Regions from separate parts of the Mus musculus genome. Here all the other regions are linked to region 1. Evidence: chromatin contacts called from public HiChIP or PLAC-seq and promoter capture Hi-C data. All regions are on one chromosome and are shown on one strand. The core of a region is the stretch at or near the end of the contact, and the rest is flanking DNA. Distances in the headings are between cores, read along the strand shown.

What was found. Promoter capture Hi-C pulls out the DNA fragments that hold promoters and counts their contacts. HiChIP or PLAC-seq counts read pairs in DNA pulled down with a chosen protein or histone mark.
Region 2: a Foxp3 HiChIP or PLAC-seq map of regulatory T cells shows a contact between it and region 1, with 15 times the contacts expected there. The contact joins the enhancer-like site here to the promoter of Prkaa1 in region 1. A contact is called at or near these places in 4 of 39 promoter capture datasets (the 3T3-L1 cell line, embryonic stem cells, hippocampal neurons and 1 more), 8 of 115 datasets of contacts at active chromatin or transcription factors (bone marrow-derived macrophages, embryonic stem cells, epiblast stem cells and 2 more) and 1 of 9 other capture datasets (embryonic stem cells).
Region 3: a contact with region 1 is called in a promoter capture Hi-C map of stem cell-derived epiblast-like cells, with 5 times the contacts expected there. The contact joins the enhancer-like site here to the promoter of Prkaa1 in region 1. A contact is called at or near these places in 8 of 39 promoter capture datasets (the 3T3-L1 cell line, cranial neural crest, frontonasal cranial neural crest and 4 more), 1 of 484 Hi-C or Micro-C datasets (bone marrow-derived macrophages), 5 of 115 datasets of contacts at active chromatin or transcription factors (the 230-238 cell line, bone marrow-derived macrophages, embryonic stem cells and 2 more) and 1 of 9 other capture datasets (adipose tissue).
Region 4: a promoter capture Hi-C map of hippocampal neurons shows a contact between it and region 1, with 3 times the contacts expected there. The contact joins the enhancer-like site here to the promoter of Prkaa1 in region 1. A contact is called at or near these places in 4 of 39 promoter capture datasets (the 3T3-L1 cell line, hippocampal neurons, liver and 1 more) and 4 of 115 datasets of contacts at active chromatin or transcription factors (bone marrow-derived macrophages, embryonic stem cells, epiblast stem cells and 1 more).
Region 5: a contact with region 1 is called in an H3K4me3 HiChIP or PLAC-seq map of bone marrow-derived macrophages, with 4 times the contacts expected there. The contact joins the enhancer-like site here to the promoter of Prkaa1 in region 1. A contact is called at or near these places in 14 of 39 promoter capture datasets (the 3T3-L1 cell line, 3T3-L1-derived adipocytes, cranial neural crest and 9 more), 1 of 484 Hi-C or Micro-C datasets (bone marrow-derived macrophages), 11 of 115 datasets of contacts at active chromatin or transcription factors (bone marrow-derived macrophages, cardiomyocytes, embryonic fibroblasts and 7 more) and 1 of 9 other capture datasets (embryonic stem cells).

Annotation. Positions count from the first base shown.
Region 1 is chr15:5,142,473-5,145,172 of GRCm38.p6, forward strand. Prkaa1 (protein kinase, AMP-activated, alpha 1 catalytic subunit) reads left to right here and starts at 1,389. Exons shown (of 9, transcript NM_001013367.3): 1 at 1,389-1,523. The coding sequence starts at 1,397.
Region 2 is chr15:6,029,187-6,031,886 of GRCm38.p6, forward strand. The region is part of intron 2 of Gm41259 (predicted gene, 41259); the gene reads right to left. Among named protein-coding and RNA genes, the nearest start is that of Gm41259, 14 kb to the right of the region's middle. Within about 2 kb of position 1,260, at least 17 of the 459 cell types and tissues checked have an H3K27ac peak or open chromatin away from gene starts, as enhancers often do. A contact at or near this core is called in embryonic stem cells and regulatory T cells, where this site is marked.
Region 3 is chr15:5,932,474-5,935,173 of GRCm38.p6, forward strand. No RefSeq gene overlaps it. Among named protein-coding and RNA genes, the nearest start is that of Gm41259, 110 kb to the right of the region's middle. Within about 2 kb of position 1,333, at least 9 of the 459 cell types and tissues checked have an H3K27ac peak or open chromatin away from gene starts, as enhancers often do. A contact at or near this core is called in embryonic stem cells, epiblast stem cells and stem cell-derived epiblast-like cells, where this site is marked.
Region 4 is chr15:6,000,298-6,002,997 of GRCm38.p6, forward strand. No RefSeq gene overlaps it. Among named protein-coding and RNA genes, the nearest start is that of Gm41259, 43 kb to the right of the region's middle. Within about 2 kb of position 1,309, at least 6 of the 459 cell types and tissues checked have an H3K27ac peak or open chromatin away from gene starts, as enhancers often do. A contact at or near this core is called in hippocampal neurons, where this site is marked.
Region 5 is chr15:6,063,862-6,066,561 of GRCm38.p6, forward strand. No RefSeq gene overlaps it. Among named protein-coding and RNA genes, the nearest start is that of Gm41259, 21 kb to the left of the region's middle. Within about 2 kb of position 1,445, at least 1 of the 459 cell types and tissues checked has an H3K27ac peak or open chromatin away from gene starts, as enhancers often do. A contact at or near this core is called in bone marrow-derived macrophages, where this site is marked.

The sequences.
Region 1 (2,700 bases), core at 139-2,638:
AGAATCCAGAGCTATTTCTGCCTTATAGTAATCCTTGTAAAATAGAGAGTTGATTAACGAAGATTGCTCCCAGTTATTGTTCTTGGCGGAGAAGCAGGTGTTTCTCAACCCGTGGGTCACGACCCACTACGGGATCAACCCCCTTAGATCATCAGGAAACAATGATATTTACATTGCGATTCATAAAAGTAGCAAAAAAAAAAAAAAGCTATGAAATAGCATTGAAAATACCTTTATGATGGGAGACGGGTCACCACAACATGGGGAACTGTATTAAGGGTCATAGCATTAAGAAGGTTGAGAACTATTGCTCAAACCTTAAAGCAGCTTTCTTCCCCCTGAATACTTTTTCTTGGAACAAAAGCGTTTGATGTTACATTGCTTTGATGTCATAAGCCAGAATATGGGAAAACTAGGAGTGTTGGTAATTTTCATCCCAAAGAAAAATGACATTTTTCGTCTCCAAAAAAAAAAAAAAAAAAAAAAAAAAAACCACAAAAACAAAACTCCATCCTTTTTCTCCATCGACATTGATAGAGATTCAAATTGCAAAATCGAAGGATGACATATATATTTTTACCTATTGTTAGAACTGAGTAACAGATTCACTTCAAAATCCTGTTACAAATAAACACACTTCTTTGGTGACTGGATATGGCTCCATTTATACAAACAACACACTTTTTCAAGTGGACTGAAAATGTACATTTTATTGAAAATGTAAAAATATTAGTTTCTAAACACGATAAGTTCGGGATAACACCTCTTTCTGGAATTCACATAGCTCACACACATTCCACAGGGGAAATTTGACGGTAGCAAATTTCCTAGGAAGTCTCTCCAGGATGTGCGGTGTCCCATAGTAATTTACTGGCTCAGAGTTTTTTTTTGTTTAAAGCAGTGGTAAGTATTAAAAGTGCAAGTGAAAACACCCTTGGCTTCCAGATGACACCGAGATGAGATGAAAATCAAGATTTCAAGTCAGTGGTAGGGCGGTGTCCCCTGTCTTGTTTCAAAGCACGCCGCGCTATCCCCGGGCAACGTGTAAGCAAGCATCGTCCTCCTGGGAATTACGGGGGTGGGGTGCTGTACCGCACCCACAGACCCTCGGGTGGCCGCGGTCGGCTCCGCGGCGGGGGAAGCCCTCCCGCGCGCAGAAGCGCGGGCGCGCGCAGAGGGATGCGGGGCGCCGAGGCGAGTACCGGCGCCGCTCCCGCCGCCTAGCCCGCCAGGGGGAGCGAGTGCGCTCGGCGGCCGGCTGCGGGGACTGCGGGGCCTGCGCGGGCGGTGGCCGGCGACTGCGCCCCACCGCGGCGCACCCGCGTCCCCACCCCCTCGGCGCCCGCCCGCCCCCGGCGCGGCCCTGCCCGCCCCCTCCGCCCCCTCCCGCGGCGCCATGCGCAGACTCAGTTCCTGGAGAAAGATGGCGACGGCCGAGAAGCAGAAGCACGACGGGCGGGTGAAGATCGGCCACTACATCCTGGGGGACACGCTTGGTGTCGGCACCTTCGGGAAAGTGAAGGGTGAGGACGCCCGGGCCAGCGCGGACCCGGCGAACGGCGAGCGACTGCGCCTTTCGCACTCCGCATCCTCCCCCGCGCCCGCCTTCCGGGTGTCTGGGCTCCGTATCCCCGGTCCGGGCGGCGCTGGGAGCGGAGCCCGAGGCTGCCGCGGGCTGCAGAGCTGTGGGGTCCGCCGCGGTGGGGTGGGGGCGGTCGCCATGGCGACGGCGCGGCGCCGGAGGGGCGGGGATGGCTCTGGGTGCAACTTTCCCAGGCGAGGGAGTTGGGCACTGAGCGCGCGGGGGCGCCCGGCGCGGACGAGGGGGTCTCTTGTGGTCTTCTGATCCCCTGTGTGCCCTTGGCGCAGAGCCAGCCCATCGCGCCCTGGCGGTCCTCGGAGTTGTCGCTGCCTCGCTTTTAGGAGGTTGTGGACTAAAGTGCTTCTTCGGTTTCCTGAATCGAAATGTGTTCTTCCAAAAGCAAGGTAGCTGTGGAGATACCTTTCAGAAATAGTAATGCCCTTGTTAGGACTATTGATCTCCGTCAGGACTTTTGATGCATATGCCTGTGAACTGGCGCGGTGTTTCCTATGCGTGGTTTACAGTTGGATGCAGATGCTGCTTTTAAGTGATTCCGTTTTCGGAAGTTTTGCGGTTTCCGAGAGCTATACCTGGTAGGTAGGGCATATGTTAACTCCAGATGGTATTTATTAGCTTATAGGTATAGTTTCCGTTTATTCTCACAGTATATTTATATTTTAGTAATTCAGTGCACATCATTTGGACTTTTTGTTCGTTTTGGTAGAATCCCCTGTTACCGCCTTAGCAAAAGCACAAGCATTCTGTCTTCAACTAACTACTCTAGCCCACCACCTGTGACAAGGAAAATTCTGATTACAACCTTTGTGAGGTGGACTTTTTTCCCCTTTAAAATATTTAAGCCTGCTATTAAGTATTTAGAGGAAGGAAGTTTGGAGCTGATAAGAAATAATTCATACATTGGTTTTGGAGAAATAATAGACTATGGCCTGCATATATAGTAAGCTCCTTAGTAGATATTTGATTGAAGTGAAAAAGTTTGTCAAATTACACAGCAAGCTAACTGAGCTCCGTTCTCCCAGGAGGGCAGAAAGAGCCCTTCCTTCTCTTGCCCTTTCCCAGTCCTAAACGGAAAGTTGCTGTGTTACCCTCAGGGGAGC
Region 2 (2,700 bases), core at 10-2,509, 890 kb after region 1:
CTACTAGAGAGGAATAGGCAACCTCTTCATAAAGCTAGGGGCTCTAGAACAGTTGCCAAGTTCCAGAACCTTTCCACACTGGGAGTCCAGGCAGATGTCACCAGTGTGTATTTTAGGGCTCAAGTATATCCCACCAGGACCATTGTGTTCACAGACAAGAATAGTTTCTGCTGTGCACTTCCTTTATTCTTGGAACACTGTTACTCAACAATGTTATGCTCAGCCTGACATCCAGCTATGCTTGTCCTCATGCTACAAAGGAGAAGAGTGTCTTCATGTGGCCCTTTGGATACACAACAACTGCTTTTCCAAGGCAGACACTTTTCAGTTCCTTTTAATATGATCTGTAGATCTTTTCAGGAACCTGCCAATTCTCCTCTGATCGTAGCTACCTGTTCCCTTTGCTCTCTATGACTGTGACAAAACTCTGACCAAGAACAACGTTTGGCCGAAAAGATTTATTTCACTGACAGGTTTCAGTCTACCATCAAAGAAAAACAAGGAAGAAAATAGTGTGGGAACCTTTAGGCAAGAATTGATTAAAAAAAAAAAAAAAAAGACCAGTGACTTTCTCTCAGACTCAGCTCTCCCCCTCCCCCCTCCTCCCCCCCCCCCTTTCTTTCATTGTTTTCTTGTTTCTTTCTGGCTTACTCATTCTTTGTGTCTCCATGTCTCTATTTTCTCTCTCTCTCTTTGTCTCTCTCTCTCCCCCTTCTTTTCTTCCTTCTAGTTTGTTATATCATGTTGTTATGTTTTGTTTTTCAAAACGGGATTTTTCTGTATAGCTCTGGTTGTCCTGGAACTTGTTCTAAAGACTATTCTGGCCTTGAATTCAGAGATCCACCTGCCTCTGCCCCCTGAGTGCTGGGATTAAAGACATGCACCACCACTGCCTGGAGCAACTATCTTTCTTACACAGTCCATACTCACCTATCCAAAGAGGGAAATGTGTACAGTTATCTTACATCATTTGCCAAGCAGCATGTCCCCCGACCCCCTGCAAGAATGCTCACAGATTTTAGTAGAGTAATAGAGTAGGCTTTTCCCTAGGCCTGTTACCTATCTAGTTTCAGGTTTTTGGTTACTTTAACAGTGTCATGTATGGTCTTCATCTCATAGAGTGACCTTAAATCTGATCAAAGTAGTCGTTGTTTACTTCCAAGAATATTTGTGACTCTACTGCACTACTCTATCTTGCAGGAGGGTTGCTGTTGTAGATGGAAGGGTTTGTAGCTGAGAGACGGTGATGATCACACTTCTCTTCCCTTAACATTCAGACTACCTTCTCCAGCCGTGACTGCCAGTCAGGGCTAAGCTTTAGTCAGGCACGTAGCACAGAGAATGGGAAGCCAATGCAAAAGCTCACCCCAAGGTAAGAAGCTGTTTGTAATGAATAAATGCTGAAAAGAGGAAGTCAGTTTCACTGAGTTGTTGTTTCTGGGGGGTGGTGAGCCAGGCAATTCTTCAATTGCACTTTCCTCTTCCTTGGTATTGAAAGAGTAGTAAACTCAGTGCTCCAAGGTATGCTAATCATAAAGCAGATAGCGAGACATTCCTTCCTCCACCCACCCGCTTCCTGGGTTCAAAGAGTGTTAATTCAAAGAAAGTCACCCTGACCATTACTGGAACCTGCAATGCAAATGTGCTATTGTTAGGGGCTCTTAGAAACTGTCTTGAGAGTTAACAATTACCAGGTATTCCTTGTGACTCTTGTAACTTTACACTTCCTTGTGACTCTTAACTGGTATTTTTGGTATTTTCCAACAACGCCCTTCCCACCTCCTTGAGTTGTGGTTTTTTTCCTTTAAATACCCCCTTACTCAGCTACTCGGGGCGCCACGGTCCTCTACCCCTGCGTGGTGTATGACCGTGGGCCCGAGAGCACTCTCGAATAAAAATCCTCTTGCAATTTGCAGCAAGAACATTTCTCGTTGGTGATTTTGGGGTGTCGCCTCTCCCGAGTCAGAACGTGGGGGAGTCCTCACGTTGTGGGTCTTTCAGTATAACTAGGTTTGTCTCAGGTAGGCAAAAATTGATCAGCACACCATTCATCTCTCAGTGTTTTAAATCAATTTACTTATCATACCTGCCACTTCATTTTCTCCACTAAGACTCCCTAAGATGATCTGTGGATAAAAGCAGTGACAAGAGGGTGTGTTTCCTACCCCCTATGGTGAAGATGAGCTAGTTGCAAATCTATTTCATTAGCTGTTTTCTTGTATGGCTTTTATGTTGTTAGGCATGTAAGAGAGTGATTAGGGGATATGACAATGATGGGAAAATAAAGAATAATGCTAGGATGGAAAGCCTGTAATATCACAATCCATTTGAGAGAGGAAGGATAAATATGAGTTAGGTAGAGAGATTTTAGGTTATGTAGTATAGCTCTCTCTATGTACAGACAGGCAATAAAGCCTATGGATGCTTTTAGGTAAACTTTGACACTCATATATCTCCCAGGGAGAGACTCTAGTATTTAAGCCTGCCTAGTCCATTAATTGAGAGAAGCTCGTGAGAGGTGTATCTTCTACACAAATATGCTAATACATTTGAAATATAGCAACCAGAACCTTGATCAGTTATAAGCTGCACAGTTGTAGATCTAAGAGGCATATTTTAAGGCTTCTCTATATTGCTACTATAAAAATAAAGCTCGAGAGATAGTCCAGATCTGTTTGAATAGGAAATCTACTTTTGTTA
Region 3 (2,700 bases), core at 83-2,582, 790 kb after region 1:
TCTTATTTAGAAATCAAACTCCAGAGGAGGCGATAATACACATCATGATTTTGCAGTTTTATTTTCTCATGATACTTTATGTTCATGATACTTTACATGCAAAAATACTTGAAAAGTAAAAAAGTTACTCAAAGAACCAGCAAATATGATTTTTAGTTAACAAATTACTTAAATTCTTTTTGAATGACTTAATGATCTTCCCTCTGGCATTATCTTCTTTCATTCTTTAACAGCAAAGTGCTCAGATTTAATTAGAAATTTAAGTAAATTTGTATATTTAGCACAAAAAGTCATTTCCTGAGACAGACACTATTCATATCAATGCTTCTGTCACTATCCTTATTTATGACATAATTATAGTGAAGTAAACCTCCATGAAACAACAACGGGTCATCCTACTTACGTTGATGATGTTTAAGGGAGAATTTGGTGTTCTTCTCTAAGAACATGTTCTAATTAATCCAATATTTATTTGTGTAAGCAAACACAGACACTACTGGAGAGCTTTCCATTGTCCAGATAAGCAGAATCCTAGTAAGATAAGCTAAACAAACAAGCTTGTCAGTGAGCCCCGCCTCTCCAGGGCTAGAGGATTGCTCTGCATAGCCTCTGGCTTCTGTGACTTCATGAATCCAACAGCCATGTTGTATCTAGAAAATGGAGATTCCCAGCTTTCCAACTACCCTTACTTCGCTCTTAACTTCTCTCTACCATGCTTCTGTGGTTCTTCTTATAATTAATAGACTCACTGGGCTCTTCAGTTGACTATTCCTTTGTATAAATTTTGGAACATTTAAAAATTGTTACATAGGTGCATCTTCAACCCTAGAGAGACTTGAGGCTCCAGGGAGTGGGGAGGTCTGGTGGGATAGAGGTAGAGGACTGGAACATCCTCTTGGAGATGGAGGGGGTAGGAGGAGATATAGGATGGGTAGCGGTTGGGGGGCAGACCTGGATAGGGATGAAACCTGGACTGTAAAAAAGTATTAAAGAATAAAAAAGTAAATTAAAAAAATGGTTACATGTAGCCGCCTGCGGCCTCACTAACTGGGTTCCTGAGTGGGAGGCCGAAGCTGTATGGAAGGAAACGACGAGAGAAATAATGAAGGCCAAGACATGTTTCTGTTTAAGACCCCAAAGTTTACTAAGAGTCTGTGCTTATAAAGGGGGGAGGCCAATCCATTCTTGGTGCCTGTTGCCGGCCTGTAGGCAGATCTGCCAGATGCAGTCTCTGGAATATCTCCAGGGCCTCTCAGCAGGTAGCAGTGTCTTGGAGAAGAGCAGCCCGCAGGTGAAAGAACAATAGAGCCATCTAAGTCAGAAGGGTCCACCCCAGGCGGTCTCATTCTCAGAGGATGTGAGGTCTGAATCAACCTGCTTCAAGGCTGGGGGAAGCTACAGTTACATAGAAAAGAGCCAATTTCCAAGTATATCATTTTTGAGATTAATCTATCTATATCCTAAATTCTTTACATCTTTCTTTTAGGTATCTTAAAATCAACTTGCATTGGCATGAATGGTATGATTTTTTTTTAATTTTTTAATGTTTCACAAGTATTTTGTCATACTATCATAAAATTTAAAAAAAATCTTTGCATTAAAGAACATTTGAAATACACAAACACACACACACACTCACTCACACACTCACATATGTACAGTGAATTCTATGTGTCCATTAAACAAGTCAACATAAGGAATATCTCATTCTGTGCCAACTCTCACTTCTCTACATTCCAATTGTTTTATCACTTCATCTTAATGCTGTCAACATTGGAACATTTTTCAGGTTCATGATAGACAGATTCCACTTATGTAAAGACTTCGGCTATATGAGAGCATTTCCCGCATGTTCTGTACTGGAACTTCCCACACTGTTTTGTTGCAACATGTAGAGAGAATCCAGTCAGGGCTCCCATTGGAACGTTGGTATACTTCCTTCATTTAACCTTCTGTCTGCTGAGTTCTCAGCAAGATCCTACAATGCAGGGGCCACAGCAGGAAGAGGAAACCCAATGGCATATTTAGTGCAATGAAAGAGTAAAACTGCATTTGAAACCAAACATTACATAACAGCTCAGCATGCTCCAAATTAGCATCTCAGCGTTTAGGAAGCTCACCTTTGCCCAGGTGGGCATTTATCAAGTTGATTTATGCTTTCTCCCTAAGGGATGGAGCTAATGAGAAATGACTGCCCTCCAAATACTGCCTCAAAGGCCCCCTTCAATTCTCTTAGCAATACACTGGGAAACAAAACTACTAGAAAATAGTAAGAAAAAGAGTCAGGGACTATTTATGAGATAAATGAATGTCTTAGAGCAACTTGTAAGCAAGGGCAGTTGCTTCTGTGACCATAGGCAAACAAGTCAACAATTCCATTCAAAAATCAATTTCTTCAAGGTTTGTAGGAATGCTGATTCAGGACCCCTGGGCCTAATCTAACTTTAAGACTTTAAATCTTATGTGTAAATTTCCATGATCTAGGAAAACACAATTTATTTTGAACCAGCTGTGTGCTCCATACATTAGGGATTTTTGTTTTGTTTTGTTTTGTTTTGCATAAAACACCTTTATTCAATAATTCACATTGTACTTAATTCTCACTCTGCCTGCCGGCTACTTAGTTTGGAAGTTTACAGACTCCATTCCTCTTATTCACTACACTATTTGGCTTCTCTGGTTTCTATTAAGGAATAGAAT
Region 4 (2,700 bases), core at 59-2,558, 860 kb after region 1:
ATATTCTTTATGGCTTGCCTCACCTGGCTTGCTCAGCCTGCTCTCTTATAGAACCAAGACTACCAGCCTAGAGATGCTCCCACCCACAAGGGGCCTTTCCCTCTTGATCACTAATTGAGAAAATGCCTTACAGTTGGATCTCATGGAGGCATTTCCTCAACTGAAGCTCCTTTCTCTGTGATAACTCCAGCTGTGTCAAGTTGACACACAAAACTAGCCAGTACAGATACTTCTACCTTGTGTTTGGCTAGACTCTCTTTACATAGCCAAGACTTGCTGACAAAGGAGCAGACACTGACATACTAAACCTCCTAGGAACATTTTCTTAGAAGAGCATTGCCACCTTAATTCCCACACCTGGAGATGCACCTATGCAAAAATTTCCTCACCAAATACTCTGAGGAAAACTGTCAGCATCACAAATGCCTTTCAGGGATTTCATGTCATGGGGTGAGTGAATTGACTTCATACCTGAAAGTAAAATTTGGTACAAGGGAGCAAAGGAAAGTCATGGAGAAGGAACTGGGAAAGGCCAATGTGTAAAGGCCTTGTATTTAGCCTTGGTAGCTTTTCTTGAGATGGCTTTGTGAAACTGCTCTGCTTGTGGCTGTTTTAAGTAGAATTTGAATCTATCTACTAGGTTATGAATCCTTTATTCTCTTTCAAATAAGAAGTGGTACAGTGCTCTATTTCACATCCCACGGTTGTGTTCCCTTGGAGGCCTCAGTAATAGTTTGGCATTCAAAATTCATAAGCAAGCAGAGATATTTCCAGCTTTTCTGAAACACCCACAAAATCACATCCTGTTGCTTAGCATCCATTTAACAAGTAGCTAAATAATGAAATAGATCAGAAGGACTTGGAAAGTACTTGTTGCATTTTATTCTACCTAAATTATTTCAATAAAGTATTTTTGTGTTCTAGCTAACACAAAAATAACAAGATGACAAATATCACTTGGAAAAAAATGTACAGCTTGTTCTCAAAATTAAAAAAAATGAAGCACAGACTATATATATATATATATATGAAATTGAACCTACCCTGAAGAACAGTAGTTTATAAATGAAGACAAGCAAACATTAAAAATATTAGATCAAAGATAGCATTAGTTAAGAAAAGTCTTTTCGCATTCTTCTTCTGGATCTATGATTTTATCTCCTAAGCTATACTGTTTTCATTTACATTTTTGAGAATAGTGCTTAACTGTGTCATTCTGATTCTCTGGAAATTTGGCACAGACCATGTTGACTTTGTGAAGATCTTCCCTCCTCTCAGCTTCTTGGTGGAGGATATGGATAACAACAGCAGGACTGAATCACATACTTTAACTGGATCTGGTTACCATAGTTACTCTCTCCAAACAAACCTCACACAATAGTAAAGTGATCCTTCAATAAATCCACTCATTTGGTCCCTCCAAATAATACTCTTCAAGAGCTTTCCATTACATTTATAATAAAGCCACATCCCCACCCTGACTCCAAGCTCAGCAGGAGGTAGCCTTTCCCACCATTCCAACCACGTTTTGGGCAATATCCTTTTGGCCTCCCTTGGTGATTGGACAACCCTCTCATGCTAGAAACCCTTTCAAAGCACTGAGCCCCACGCCCTTACATTTCTAGCATTTAAGAATAAGCTTATGTTTTCCTTTCCATAGACAATGTCCTCAAAACACTAAAGTAAGATATACTTTTGAAATTCTCCACTTTGTTTTTAGGCCATTACACAATCTCAAAAAACAAACAAACAAACAAAAAAAAAACAAAAAAAAAAAACCCAAAACATTAGTTGTATGCTTGTAATATATACTCTGAGTGTTCCTCACCTCTGGTCCCACCTAATTTCTTAAGTAGAAATGATGCCAATCATGTCCGTATTGCTTCTATTCAAATACCTTTTTCAAGTAAGTGCTCAAAACATTTTTTTTTAAATGAAAGCTTAAATAAATGGAGTTTTTCAAAGCTATGTGGGATATTTTCACACCTATACAGTGCTCACATAAATAACATCTGGTACAGAAGGAGTGCTGTAGACTGAGCCTCAAGTTTCCTCACTGGTAAAAGGAAGTGAAACAGACTGATATGAGAGAGATCAACCTTGGATTTATCACCTGGATTTTTGAAGAGAAATTGCTTTTCTGAAAAAATAATCAGTTATCTTTTATTACTTTTCTTTTAGTGGAAAGGGGAAATATTGAAGATAGAAACTTAGTGTCATCTACATTCAGTTTGGTGAATTAGTGAGTTGTTTGGGGTTATTTATATAAGTGTGGTTAAGGGGTATATATGGCTATACAAAGAAGTGTGCCATGACAACACCCAGGCCATGCCTGGAGGACAGTATTAAACACTAGTTGTGGATAGGTCAAGCTTCTTACATCTCTGAAATTGTTTACAATAAAACCAACAGGTAAATATGAAAATCAACTTGAAAGTGCAACGGTGGTTGTAGCAATGGTCTTTAAGGTTACAGCTTTCTAATTCAATATATCATTACTTTGGGAAAAAAAAAGAGTGATGAGCAGAAGTCGAAGACATGAATGATGACACTGTCATCCAATGCTAGGAAACTATTGTGTGTCATGGGGTTGAGTTTAATTTCTTACTAAAAATTTCAGCATATTGTATTTATCAATAGGGAAAGTATTTAAGTAGCTACTTAATCTAACTGTGAGATGTTTTATTTGTTGAGTTCATC
Region 5 (2,700 bases), core at 195-2,694, 920 kb after region 1:
GAGGTATATAAGAAATAGAAAAGAAGACCTATAGGGAGCCGCAAAGTAAATCATACACTGGTACCAATTAATACAGACAGGAGAGACATTTAGAGAAAGAGAGTGATTTTTCCATTGAGTCATGTACCAAAGCGTCCATTAAATCACATCCCAGCTACCTAAGGCCTCCAGCTATGAGAGAATGCAACGGCATCGGCTCCTATCTTGAGTCATGAAGATGAGTAGAAAAGCACAGCAGGCCAGAGGGAGGAATGATGAATAGTGAGAAGGAATTAACACAGTCGTCCTCTGTGGAGTGATTCAACTTCTGTTCTCTAGGTAGAAAGAATACATCATGTTGAATTCTCCAAGAGAGGGAAATGAAAATATATAGCTGGAAATTCATGAATAATCAATTAAACAGTGATTTTCATGAGGTCTGTTTTATTGAGGCATATTAAGACATAGTTCCAAAGTCACTAACTAGGATCATTGCTAAAGTGATCACTTTACATAGAAGAAAAAAGTACTTGAAAGTAATTTATCTTGCAGGCTGTTGCTGGTGCATACCTTTAATCACAACACTAGGGAGACAGAGGCAGGTTTAGCCTGGTCTACACAGTGAGTTCAAGGCTAGCCAGGGTTATGCAGAAAACCCTTATTCAAAAAATAAAGCAACACAATTATCTCAATCTAATTATTCTAATCTGAGTAGAGGGAGTGTGGCTCCAATATGTTATTCTAATCTGAGTAGAGGGAGCGTGTAGCTCCGATATGTTATTCTAATCTGAGTAGAGTGAGCGTGGCTTCCTCCAGGCTCTTATGTCAAGTATTCATATCAGACAACCCTTTCCAAGGGTAGAATTCAAACTACTCCATCTGGGCTGTCAAAATGTAGCTATCCCCACCTTCTACAGGGCTTTAAGCAAGAGAACAAACTGAGGTCTACATGCCATATGTGTGTCTACTAAGAAGATATGAATCAAACAATCTCGCTTTAAGATGCTCTACCCTCCTCTCTAGCTAACTGTACCAACAAAACTATAATTTAGAAACATTCATGAAGTTATGGATTTTATATAGCTAAAAATTAGTATAAGTATCAAAGACAGGTTCTTACTTTGTAATAATACATCCGTCATGTTTATTAGTCAGTGACTTTGAGTTATAAAACATGCATAACACAATGTATATTTATATATTAAAACTTGCTTTCATTTCCTTATTTTTTGCTCAGTAGCCCATTTTGATAAATATGTTTTCCATAATGTTTAAATATGTTTCCATTCTAATAACAGCAACAATCTAACAGTTTGAAAAATATCAGGCAAATATACTCAAAATATTACTAATTTGAATATTTTATCTAGTATACTTTTACTTTCATTAAGATGTTCCTAGTCTCTGCAGTACCGTTTTTAAAACATTGCATAATCAGAAGTGTGCTTCCACCAGAAGGCTCAGTGGTAAAGTCACTTAATAGCATAGTCCTTAACACGGCACGTGTTAGAGTTCTGAGTATGATCCTTGAACTTACCCACTGAACAGAAAACTGATTTTGTAGTTATGCAGTTTCCAACTATGTAGTTTTATCTATTAAAAATTTTGCTTTTTGTTACAAGAATCATAAAGAATGGACATTCTGTGATAGTCAATAAATGAATTAGTAATTACACATTGCTTAAAGATAATAAAGGTTTTTACTAAAATTATCTATTAATAATTATAGAAAAATCAACTTTAAATCAGTACATTTTAAATAGACATTTCGTTTAAGTTTTAAAACTTGTAATACTATCAATTTGAAAATACCAACAAACAAAAGTAACATTTCAGTCCATAGTTGATTCCTTAAATCAATACTTTGAATAGAGCTAATAATATCTACAATTGAATAGAGCTAGTAAAATCTAACAATTTTTAATTTGACTTGATAAGGCAAATAGTAAAGAATTGTATTTACCCTAGAAATCTGAGAGTAAATTGAAAAATACAGTTTTTACATATACAAAGAAAAACTTAGTTCTAATCTCACATTAAGACTTCTGAAAGAGAAGAAGGACACAACAATTCGTTATCCAACACCAAATGGTCAGCGGGAGGGAAAGCACTCATTAGGTATCGTAGAGACTGAGCAGGCTGTAGTTAGAGCATATGTATATATTTAAGTGGAAGATCCTGGTTATGTCATGTGACGCAGGCTCACCTGATGCTTCGCTAAGGCAGACTCACATGGTATTTTCCGGAGGCAAGACCCATGGGAGGACACACGATGTTTGTAGAGTATAAATAGGACTCAATGGATAGTGACAGGGTGCTTACATAGCTAGGTTGGCAACACTTCATTGGTCTTGCGTCTTTATTGATCAGTTATATCAATTTTTCAAATCCCAGTATGCCAAACAATCTGGAGAATAATTTTTAAATACTGAAAAAATACTTAAAGTAAGAAACAAGTTTCTTAGTTTTGAGGAACAAAATGTAATTATTTTACCCCCAAATGCTTTTAAAGGAGCAGTTATCCAAAGGTCAGGTATAAGGGAGACCAGAGAGACAGGGAGGAAGGGAAGAAATGCCTGTGTACCTGGGACGCAATCACTGTGTGGGTGCTCAGTCTCACTGACAAGGAATTGAAACATGGACACAGAAAGATACTCGGTTTATAATTTATCATTGTGAGAGGGAGGGGAAGTGCCCTGCCTCTCCTACTAAATGTTTTGT